Regions from separate parts of the Columba livia genome. Here region 2 is linked to region 1. Evidence: chromatin contacts called from public Hi-C data. All regions are on one chromosome and are shown on one strand. Each heading gives the region's core, a stretch centred on a gene start, on an enhancer-like site or on the middle of the called end of the contact. The rest is flanking DNA. Distances are from core to core; before and after follow the strand shown. Region 1 overlaps CFDP1 (craniofacial development protein 1). Region 2 holds the start of BCAR1 (BCAR1 scaffold protein, Cas family member).

The links. Hi-C and Micro-C count contacts between places; a contact is called where the count stands out from the background.
Region 2: a contact with region 1 is called in a Hi-C map of liver, with 4 times the contacts expected there. The contact joins the promoter of BCAR1 here to the enhancer-like site in region 1. A contact is called at or near these places in 2 of 2 Hi-C or Micro-C datasets (crop and liver).

Annotation. Positions count from the first base shown.
Region 1 is chr13:11,130,733-11,136,187 of bColLiv1.pat.W.v2, reverse strand. All of the region lies in intron 5 of CFDP1 (craniofacial development protein 1), which reads right to left. Among named protein-coding and RNA genes, the nearest start is that of CFDP1, 24 kb to the right of the region's middle. Within about 2 kb of position 2,512, at least 3 of the 3 cell types and tissues checked have an H3K27ac peak away from gene starts, as active enhancers do.
Region 2 is chr13:11,177,672-11,183,126 of bColLiv1.pat.W.v2, reverse strand. BCAR1 (BCAR1 scaffold protein, Cas family member) reads right to left here and starts at 2,624. Exons shown (of 7, transcript XM_065028940.1): 1 at 2,452-2,624; 2 at 783-1,472. The coding sequence starts at 2,463.

The DNA.
Region 1 (5,455 bases), core at 1,263-3,762:
GGTGCTTGTCCTTAAAGCGAACGCTGTACAACAAAAGGCCCTGGGCTGTATTGTCTGTTTAGCACTCCTCTAACACAAAACAGGTGTTATATGGTGAGATGGAGACCCTGGTAGCAGGGTGCCCATGGCAAGAACCCTTCCTGGCTGCAGCACAGGTCAGCGTGCGGGTGCAGTATAAACCACCTTCACGTTTTTCTGGCCTAAGCGGCTCTGCTGTGCGTCATCCAGAGCCTACGGCAAAGCCAAGGACGTCCCCACGTACCAGTCTCCAGAGAGTTTGAGATATCATATGTACCAGCTGCTTCCTCAGCCATCCTGCAATGAGAAATCTGCAGGTCCCAGAGGAAGAGGCAGGCACGCTGCGTACCAGCCACCGCGTAAGGAAACAGCATGACCTCGCTGGAAAATTATTAAACTCTTTTAGGTGAGCGCTGAAAAAGTAATCTCATCTCTCATGTGCTTACGCTTCTGCTGTTTTTTTGCAGAGCATCCCTGTGCGAGCTGTACGGGCAGGGCCGCAGCTCCAGAGCAGTCAGGAAGGTCAGTCTGCAGCGGGGAAGGGGGCAGGGGGAAAGGAAGCCTTCGGCTGAATTCCCACTGGCTTTGCATTATGAAAGCCATGAGCTGCGATCAGCCAGCCTTTGCGGGTTCACTTTAACCCCCTCCTTGCTGCAAACAAGCGTCTCAACCAACCTGGTACCAGCATACATATACCAGCGACACACAGCACACGCATACTCAACCACAAGACAAAGCAGGCAAGCACCTAAAGAACAGGCATTTGCATTCTTTTGGTGAATATTTTCCAAAAGGCGCAAGTTTGCGCTTACACTTATGGGTGCTGCAATCTGGCCTGCTGCTCTCAAGCCTGCAGCTTAAGGGAAAAAATAAAAGTAGTGTTACAATCCAACCCTACACATGCCCAGGACTTGTTACTTCAAGAAATGCCATCATTGTTCTCAAGCCAGGCGATGAACAGGCGTCTGTATTGTCCACTGACTGCCTGGAGGCTTATAGCAACAGTGCTGAAATACGAGTTCCCAAACGGGCATCAAAACTGCCACACAAGGTTGGATCAAACTCACATATCCACAATTATTTGCTGATAATCAACAGTAGACGCCATGAGAAGAGAGAGCACAAAAATGTATTTTCCACTGGGATTCTCAGAAAAAAAAAGAAGAGAGTGGTCTCCAACAGAAACTTCAAATACATCACTTCCCTCCACTCCCTGCTTCAGCGGGTGTAAGAGCATCTCACACGTCCTTGCGCATCCGGAGGGACATCTGCGCAGCTGCTGCCAACACCACACCAGTTATCAGCCTCTGCAGAGGGTCCCTCGGTGCTGCAGCCGCCCCACGGACCGTGCTTGATCTGAAGAGCACAGCGGCTACGGGGCAAAGCCAACTGGGCTGTAACCCAGCACATCGGGAAGGCTTTGAAACTCCTCGGATAGGGAAATCAAAGTACTCCACGGTTTAGCAGACTGGATTAGAGCACCCTGGAGGGCCTGAGACAGTCTGGAGCTTGTTTAAGGTACCCTTTCAGCTCAGCCCGTGTACCAGTTCACTCGAAGTTCAGAGTTTGGGGCAGGAATAAGTACGGGGAGTGCAAGAACCAAGGAGGATCTGTCACTTCCAGGACAGCAATAGCCCAAGCAAACCCCAGCCATGCCAACCATCCCCGGGGCCAGAAACCAGCCCAGGAAACCCTCATGGCCAGGGCAGACACTTGTTCAGCTTCTCTTGGGCTTTTTCTGGAAACAAACAGAAGAATAGTTGCAGAGACTGCTGCCATCCAAAGAGGCTGGAGCTCTGAGGAGAGACCACACACTCTTCAAGAGCTTAGAGTCACACCAACATTTCCTTTAAGAGGAATGGAAAAAGCCAGCATTTTAGTTGGTAACTAAGCCTAATTGCTTGACTTCACATCTTGGTATCGAGCCAGCCAGCCTGGGCATGCCCGTTTTCTGAGCCTAGTCCTGCACAAGGCTGACAACCTAGCGCACAGATCAAAGTTTTGGCTAACAAATGTGCTGGAAAATACTAGTGTGCTGATTTTCCATGAAAGAGGCCACCAGCATGTGATTTTCCATGAATGAAGCCACTAGTATGTGAAAAGCCTGGGGCAACAAGACTGCCTGAAAGCAGGGAGCATCGCTCTGCTCTGCCACTCCAGCCTTACTTAGCTGGTTCATATTTTATGAAGAATGATTCAGCTGAACTTGTTCCTTGACGTGAGAAAAAGGAAGGAACACGACTGTGGGAAAGCAAGAGGATGTAACACAAGCATCTGGTATGGGGGAGACACTCAAGGGACATGGTGCAGCTCAGTTAATATGCAAAGAACTATAAAGCAAAACAAGACAGGAGTGGAAACAAATCTTCTCGACAGACACACCCCCAAGCCATGGCACAGTAGGGAACAGGAGCTCTTAACATCCACCTCCACCATAAAACAAGGCTGCCCCCTCACCTCTCACTCCGACCAGACCACGGCTGACGTGGGAAGATACAGGGGTTTCCCTTCGCAACCTTGCAAGGGGTCTGGAATAAAAATACAGCTGGCTTTGTTCCCCATTAGCAGTTAATTTCCTCAATCATTTTCACAGAGGGAGAAAGAGAAATGTTCATGATCCGAGAGATGAAAGCAAATGAAAATAAGCCTCATAAAACCTGTACTGGCCTAAGGGAAAATTGCCCCACGGCTTTCATTGGGGAATTATCAAAGGCCCCAGACTGGTGGGGGGTTGTTTGTATTTTATAAGACAGATGCTTTAGAGAGTATAAGTCCTCAAATAGCTGAGATTCCATTCTGCTGAACTTCCAACAAGACTAGAAAAAGGAACAGCTGATCCCAGTTAGTCCAGCCCAGGGATCCAGCTTAGCCACATCAAGACAGAGGGCTGAAGCAAGACACGGAGCTGTACAGGCTCCACTAAATTTCTTTCCAATAAGATGCCATTGCCCCAAGCAAAAGCAACCACATCCTCGCCAGCATGGCCGCAGGAAAGCATGGAATGGAGCTAAAAAATCTCATTCATTTCTATTGCAAAAGAGAGGCTGCTGGGGCAGAAGGCACTGACTCATTTAGCCTGAGAACAAGAAAGGATTGCTCCTGGGAGACTCGTTTGAAAGAACGATGTTTAGTGCACGTTTTGGTTGAAGTCTGGGAGAGTGGATACAAAATTTCCCACACTCAGAGTTCTGTTTCTTATCAGAAAAGGCTTCACATAAGCTCAAGAGCAAAAACTCTTTGGAGAAGGGGCCTGATTCTGCGTGACACTGGAAGCTTCAGTCCACACCAGCTTCCAGAGGGGAGGCAGATGTTCCAAGGATAAGGCTTTTGGCACGCTTCACAAAGCGCAGCTATCAGCATCTTACTACAGGTGATGGAAACTCTTCTCTTCAATACTAAACCAGCCATCAATTTTCAAAATCACAAACCACCCCTTCCCCGCACATACAAACACCTTTCTACACCGATCCCCATGGGGTAATTAACTTCAGTCCACCTAGCAAATAAAACCAAGATCCCCCAAAAAATCACCCAGCCTTGTCACCACGCTGATTCAAGGATTGGATACACATAAGCTAGTAGACACTAACAATGAATAATTAAAAATAAAACAAACAAAGGATCTAAGCCCTGAAGAGAAATTACTCACTTGGAACAGCTACCACCACATTTAATCTTTCACAGCCAGGGTGTATGAATAGGAAAGAACTAAAACTAGCTCTAGGGCACATGGTTATTGCCCCTGGCTGATTCATCTTGTGCACAGAGAAATATGTCACGCACTACTCACACCCAGACATTTGGCTATGGTGCAAAGGGCTGGATCTCTCCATCTGGGAAAACAGCACTCTCTGGAGCACAGCAAGGGAAGCACAGGAGGAAGCTGAGAAGCCTTGAAAGCACTAGCAAGATCTGAGCTATTCCATTACTTAAGTGACTGTTGAAAAAAACCCCACCTTCACATCCCCAAAAGGTCTTGATTACTTGCTTTATTTGCATCCTTGGTCAGCCCACGCAAGCAAAATTTGTGGGAGTTTTAGTTAAGCAACTGCTTGCAGTTGATGCTGAGCTGAAACTGGACTGTAAGTTCACACTTTCTGAATAAAAAAGGCCCGTGGGATTGCTGTTAAATGAAACATCTCCCTGGAAGCATACGAGTGCTGCAGCACTTGCTCTGGATCATCTGAAGGTTTACAGAAGCTGAGAGCCTGTCTCACCACTGTCCGTTTAAGATCTCAAGTAACCTGTTTTGGTCATGACAGCAAAGGGATCCAATTAGCTCCAGCCAACTCATACAGAAAGAGAATCTCTTGTAAGGAAAAGCTTTGGATACACGGCAGCTCCATGGAATAACCAGGCTGGAGGGGAAGGTTAGCTTAGAAATTACAGTAACAGGTCAGGATGCTGCAAACAGGTTCGAAGTTCTCCCACATCCTCCCAGGAAGACTATGACCATCCCTCCTGCACCCTGAAGGTGGGACAGGAGCCACAGAGAGATGTCTTCCTGCTGGAGCCCCTCTGCTCCAGCACTAGCAAGTAGCTGAGTAAATGACTTCTAAAAGCAAAGGCCTGAAGCTTTTCACACCATTGAATGATCAGTCCATGTGAACTGCTCTACTGTAGACTAGGGGAGGAAAGCATCCACAGCTAAGAGGCTCAAGTTTACCTTGTTTTCTTTGTTCAGGGCACGCATGTGTCTCTGGGTCAGAGCTTTCTTGCAGTGCCTCTTCCTGCTGGCTCTTGCACTGAGGTCCAAACCCTCATAGATTAAACTCAGCCCGGGGATCAGCAAGCACCGCACCTCCTGAACTCCGTAGCAGCAGTGTCCATTCGCTTCAAAGGCAAATTTTACCCTGTGTTTATACCAGCCTACAAGGCATGAAAAGGCCTAGGAGGTCACACATCCACCACTGTAATTTCAGGCAGGATCAAACAGAAAAACAACAGCTGGGCTGAGGGAGCAAGTCCACATTTAATTGCAAATGGTTTTGGTAATAAGCAAAGGCAAGAACAAAGCCAGTGAAAAACCTCCCTTTTTATTCCTGGCTCCTGTTCAGGTGGTGTAGAAACAGCTGCCTCGAGGAAAATCTCAAATAAGATTCAGCAACTGCATTTTTTCTTTTCATTTTCAGGACTGCCAGAGCAGCACTGCTCCCTATGCAATGGCACTGTGCTTTGACAAGCGCCAAGGACCGATGGGCAGATCGCAGCTGCTCTTGCCGAAGGGCACAAATCCGTGCAGGTATTTCCCAGCCTGCAGCTCAGCCCTCTCATTGTGTTTCAAGTCATACAGGCACAAGTACATACACACAGTCGTTCTGCAGTAAGTTGTGCAGAGGATTTAATTTGCCTCAAGATCCCCCAAATATGAAGCGGTGTTGCAAAATAATATGACAAGCACAGAGGGTGATGGACTCAGCTCACAGGTCCCGCCTGG
Region 2 (5,455 bases), core at 1,375-3,874, 47 kb before region 1:
TGGCCATGATTTGGCAGCTGACCCCTCTGATCCCTCACTGCTCCTTCCCAGGGGTGTGAGTCAGGGTAGCCTTCCCGGAAAACAAGATGCTGAAAGCACCTCGCTCTCCTTCCCTGGGATGACGTGCCAGGGAAGGGGCAGAGCCAGGAGGAGCCTGGTGTCCAGGATGTAACCATTAGGCTGCCCCAGACAGGGCCACCACACCAGGATCCCCATGTTGGGGACAAATTGGTGGCTCACCCTTGCCTCACCAGGAAACCCAACCAGCAAGCTCCCTGGCATGGCCAGGACATGCTGGCACCGGCTGCCTGCCCCTGTCTGCACTTCCAGGAGGAAGGAAACATCTCAGCCTTGTGCTGGGTACCACAGGTTCCTCCGCAGCTGCAGGGTCCAACCAAGAGGCACCCCAAGCAGCTCTGGGGTTACCAGCACCCCATGCCCACCCCAGGCATAGCTGCTGTGCCCTTGGTGACACCAGCAGAGCCCATGCGAGAAACTAAGAGGACCAAGGCACCAAACACAGTGCCAGCCCCAAACTGGGTAGCCCACACCAAGCAGGGCACTTCAGCCACTGCAGGAATCCCTGTGTCACACCCACTCCTGCCAGGGACAGGGGGGAGGATACCCATGCACCCCCTGCAATGGGTGCAAGGACTTCTCACTCCAAGAGACAGTGGTGGGCAGATAAGCCAAAGCCTCACAGCCCTGGCACCCACTCACCACCGCAGGCCACAGAGCACCCCACAAACATGCTGCCACCCCTCCCCATCCCCCCGTCCTACCTTTCCCTGGGGCTTGTGCCCTTCCCAGCTCCTCATGTCCAACGATGGGGGCACCTGGTAGATGTCCTGAGCCTGACCGGCTGAGGGAGGAACCTGGTAGACATCCTGGGGAGGGGTGGCAGAGCCCCCGGGGTATGCCTCTGCCGCTTGGCCCAGGGAGGGGGGCACTTGGTAGATCTCCTGGCCGGGGCTGGGAAACGCGTGAGGCGGCGTCTGCTTCGGGTAGGTGGGGGGCTGCTTAGCTGGGGCAGATGGAAACTGTCCGATGGGTGCTGAGCCCGGGTAGAGACCCTGTTGTCCCTTGCTGGGGACTGGCATCAGGTAGACGTTGTCCCCTTGGGGGGCATAAGGAGGATGCATGGGTGTGTACTGCGAGGCAGGCGACAGCGGGGTGTAGCCCCCTTGGTGGTGGTAAGGCAGAGCTGGCTGGGGCACTGCTGGCTGCGGCAGTGCCTGCCCCTGCGCCGGGCCGGGTGCTTGCTGCTGCTGCTGCTTCTTGTCATACATCCCCACCAGGATCTTGAGGCGGTTGCCGGGGACGATGCCCTGACGGCCATGGAGCGAGCAGAGCCACCAGCCATCCAGCCCCTGCGTGTTGCGTTCCAGCACCGTCATGATGTCGCCCTTGCGGAAGGAAAGCTCGTCCGGCGACTCGGCCACGTTGTCGTACAGCGCCTTGGCCAGCACGTTCTGTAAGAGAGCCCCGCGCCGGGGCGGTGAGCCGGGCCCCGCCGGCCGGTGGGGAGTCATCTCGGCGGAGAACGGTGCCCAGCACCGGGGTGCAGCCCTGCGGGCCGGGGGGCTTTGCTGAGCGGGTCCCACCGGCTGGATACCTCGGCTCCAGTCGCCTTTTCCTTCCCCGCTGGAGTTCAACCCATCCTTCCCGGAGGTGGTGCTAGGAAGGGGCTGGTCCCTTCCGCCTCCCCGGTTTCGGGGGGACCTCCTCTGCCCTTCCCTCCCCTTCCCGCCGCCGTTGGGGAGGAAGTGCCAGGGCGGTGAGTCAGCCGTAGCCATCGCCATCCCCATCCCCACGCCAATCGCCACTGGGCCCCAGCCCCTTCCAGCCCACAGCGCCGAACATCCCCACAGCGGACACGGGCTGTGCCACGACATCTCGCGGGGGCCACGGCACGGAGGCACCTGACAGAGCTCCCTGGCCTCTACCGGGACTCACCAGTGCCATGGCGGCGGTGGGACGGGCCGCAGCCCGCCGTGGGCTCCCCCCACAAGCCGGGATGGCGGGACGGGACCCGCCGGCTCTCCCGCCGCGGCCGGGCTCGGAGGGATCGGCTGCCCGCAGCTGCCGGGATCTCCTGCCTGCGGCCGGCAGGGAGACCAGGGCCTGCGGAGCCCCGTGGCCCCGGTGGGTCTCCCCGGAGCGCCGTCACCCGCCGGGCAGGGGGGTCGCGGCTGGGCCGAGGCCTCCCCGCCCCCCGCACGGCGGGGCCGAGCCAAGGTCACACGAGGGGGCCCGGCTGCCCCGGGGAGGCCCTGCCCGGGCGGGGGGTTGCGGCCTTCCTCATCCTCCTCCTCTACGCTGTGGCAAAGGCCGGTGGGGCCCCTCCGTGAGCCGTTACCTCGGGGCCCCCCGTCCTGCCTGGGATGGCCCACGCGTGTCCCCCCCCGCGGGGAGGTTCCCTGCCCCCCCATCCCCGCGGCGGCCGCTCACCAAGTAGTTCATCTTCCCGCGGGGCTGCTCCGGCCCTAGCGCCGGTCGGCCGGAGGCCGGGGCCGGGCCGGGGGCGGCGGGGCGATCGGGCGGCGGGATCTCGGCGGCGGCGGCGCCGTAGGGATCATTATAGCGCGGTGCCCGCCCGGGCCCAGCGGCCCCGCCCGCCCCCATTGGCTGCGCCGCCCGGCGGGGGGCGGGGCTGCGCCGGGCGGGGGCGGGGCCAAGACGGGGGTGGGCGGGACCTGGACCGGGAGTGTAAAGGGGTGCAAAGGGTAACGGGGATGCAATGGGGGTGCAAAGGCTGATGGGGTTGCAAAGGATGAAAGGTGTGCAATGGGTGTGAAAAGGGCACACAAAAGGTGTGTTATGGGTGTGAAAAGGGTAAGGGGGGCAAAGAGTGTGCAAAGGGTAAAGGGTCTGTGACAGTGGTACAAATGATGTGTAATGGGAGTGCAGAGGCTAATGAGTGTGCAAAGGGTGTGCAAAGGGTAAAATGTGTCTGATGGGGTATGAAGGGCGTGTAATGGGTGTGCAAAGGATAAAGGGTGTGCAATGAGTGTGCAAAGGGCAATGGGTGTGCAAAGAGTATACAAAGGGTAGAAGGTGTGTAATGCATGTGTGGCGGGTATGCAAAGGGTAAAGGTTATGCAAAGGATAACAAGTGTGCAACAGATACAGGGTGAGTACTGGGTTGTTTTTGGTGTGGCTGCAGCAGGGGTGGCACGGGTTGGGGGCAGCCTCTCACTTTTCCCAGTGGGGGCGGGTGGTCACCCCAGTCCCACCTGGGGGTGGTATTGGGCATGAACCTCTTGGGTTTAAACCCTGCTCCCCTCTCGCTGGTCTGTTTTCCCTCAGCTGCACGTCCCAACAGCCCAAATGCTGCTCCAGGGTGTTGGCACATCATGGCACGCCACGGCACGCCACAGCAGCCGGTACACTGCCCACCCGGCCTGTTCGTACAGCCCGGCCACGTGGCCCGCCGGCGCCCCAACAACAGGCAAGCCCGGGCTCGATGCTGCTGCACGCTGAGCCGCAGTCCCTGCCTGCAGCTCCGGTGCTGCTGGCATCTGCACAGAGCTGGGAGCAGGCTGGGAGGGCGGCTGCGGGGCTCCCTGCGAGCTGGGCACTCGTGGGGGGCACGTGTGCTCCCTTCACAGATGTGTGAGCTGCGGGACGTGTGAGCTGCGTGGGTGTGCACAAGCTGCAGGACGTGGTAAGGTGCGTGGGCCTGCGTGATCTGCCAGCCGTGCAAGCTGCATGGACTTGCACGAGCTGCAGGACATGTGTGAGCTGCATGGAGGCACACGACCTGCAGGACACGCGCAAGCTGCAGGGATGTGCACGAGCTCCCAGACACACTGCTCACCGAGCGAGCGTGGTCCAGCGCAGCAGCGTGCAAAAGCTGTGTGTGTGCAGGCAGCGGGGAGCATGGGTCTGCGTGTGAGCATGGACAGAGCAGATGGGACATGGGGGTGCCCACTGACTGTGCAAAGCACACGCATGTGCAGGGGCACACGGAGGGTGCCCAGGGTCACCTGTGCATCGCTGGTGAAAGGGGAAACTGAGGCATGGCCAAGGCTAGGAGATATCCAGATTAAGGGGATGCGGTTGTGCCCACAAACCGCAGCTGCCCCAGCAGGCGCAGGCAGAGGGCTGCGGTTTCCTCTTGCTGGTGGCAGTGGTGACAGTGGTGACAATGCAGGGGCTGAGCTCTCCAGGCATCCTCGGGATGGGCGCTGAGCTCCCTGGCTCTTCTCTCGCTGCAGCCAATCCCACATTTGCTTCAGGGACCCTGAGCCCAGCGAGAGTCTCTCCTGGGATCCCCGGGGTGTCCCCAAGGTGAACCTGCCACCACAGATCTTCAGGGGGGTCCTGAGGGGCCCGAGCTCCCCACTTTGGTACTTCAAAGCAGCAGGGATTTTATTTTTGCCCTCCCCGTGGCAACACTCAGGTTAAAGAATCCCCTGTCAATTCTCGATCCTGGCCATTTTCAGTGCATCGGAGCCAAAATCGCTGCTTGTATCTGCTGAGCACCCTGAGTTGGCAACAGCTCCTGCACCCCCCCTGCTTCCGTCGAGCGCCTGGGGGGCGACAGGCACCAACAGGTCTCCCTTCAGCTTCTCCCACCTCTAAGAAAATGAAATGCCAAAAAGGAGATGAAAAGCCGAGCGTTACGGGGGCCCTGCAGCACTGGGGATGCTCAGAGCCGGGGTGGTGCAGCTGGAGCATCCTCATGCTGCTGGCAGTGGGGTGCTGAGGGCCCCACTGTCCCCGCACCACGGCTCTTCACCGGCTCTGATGGATGCAGGGCTGGGCATTTTGGGATGGATGCTGCTTGGGATGCAGGTTGCCCCAGCAACAGTTGCTATGGAAAACACTTTGGCAGTGAAATTTCCAGCCACATTCATGTGTCCATCATTGTCTTTGGGAGAGTCCCCGTGTCCGGTGAGCCAGGCATGGCCAGCTCTGCACTGCGCAGGCTGCGCCGCGTCCGCGGGGACGGTCTGTGCCGGGCTCGGCTTCTCCCTCTGAGTCATGGCATGGGGAACTGTTGGAGGACCCCAAATGGGGTGCTGGGGGGACATGGTGGGTGTATGTCAGACTGAGGGAGCAGGCTGTGCCATGCAATGCCATGCCATCTTGATCGGCTAGTTACTGATTAACAACCCATTGGCCCAGCCATGCCCCAGCCGTTGGATGGGATGCATTTCGGTGAATTCATGCCAGGGCACAGCTCCAGGACAGCGGGACATCCTGGGAAAGGGGGTGGCACTGGGACGCTGGAGTGCTGGAGCCATGCCCAGCGGGAACCACTGGCTCTGGATGGGACCGCCTGCTCCTGCCTGTGGCCCCACCAGGTCTGCGCTTCAGAAAAGAGCCTCCCGCCTCCTGGAGCAGCAATAGGATTACACGGGACTGAGTCTCCTAGCAATGAACGGAGAAATAAATCCTATAAGGCAGGACAGGATTTATTAGACTTCAATATTCTGGAAATAATGAG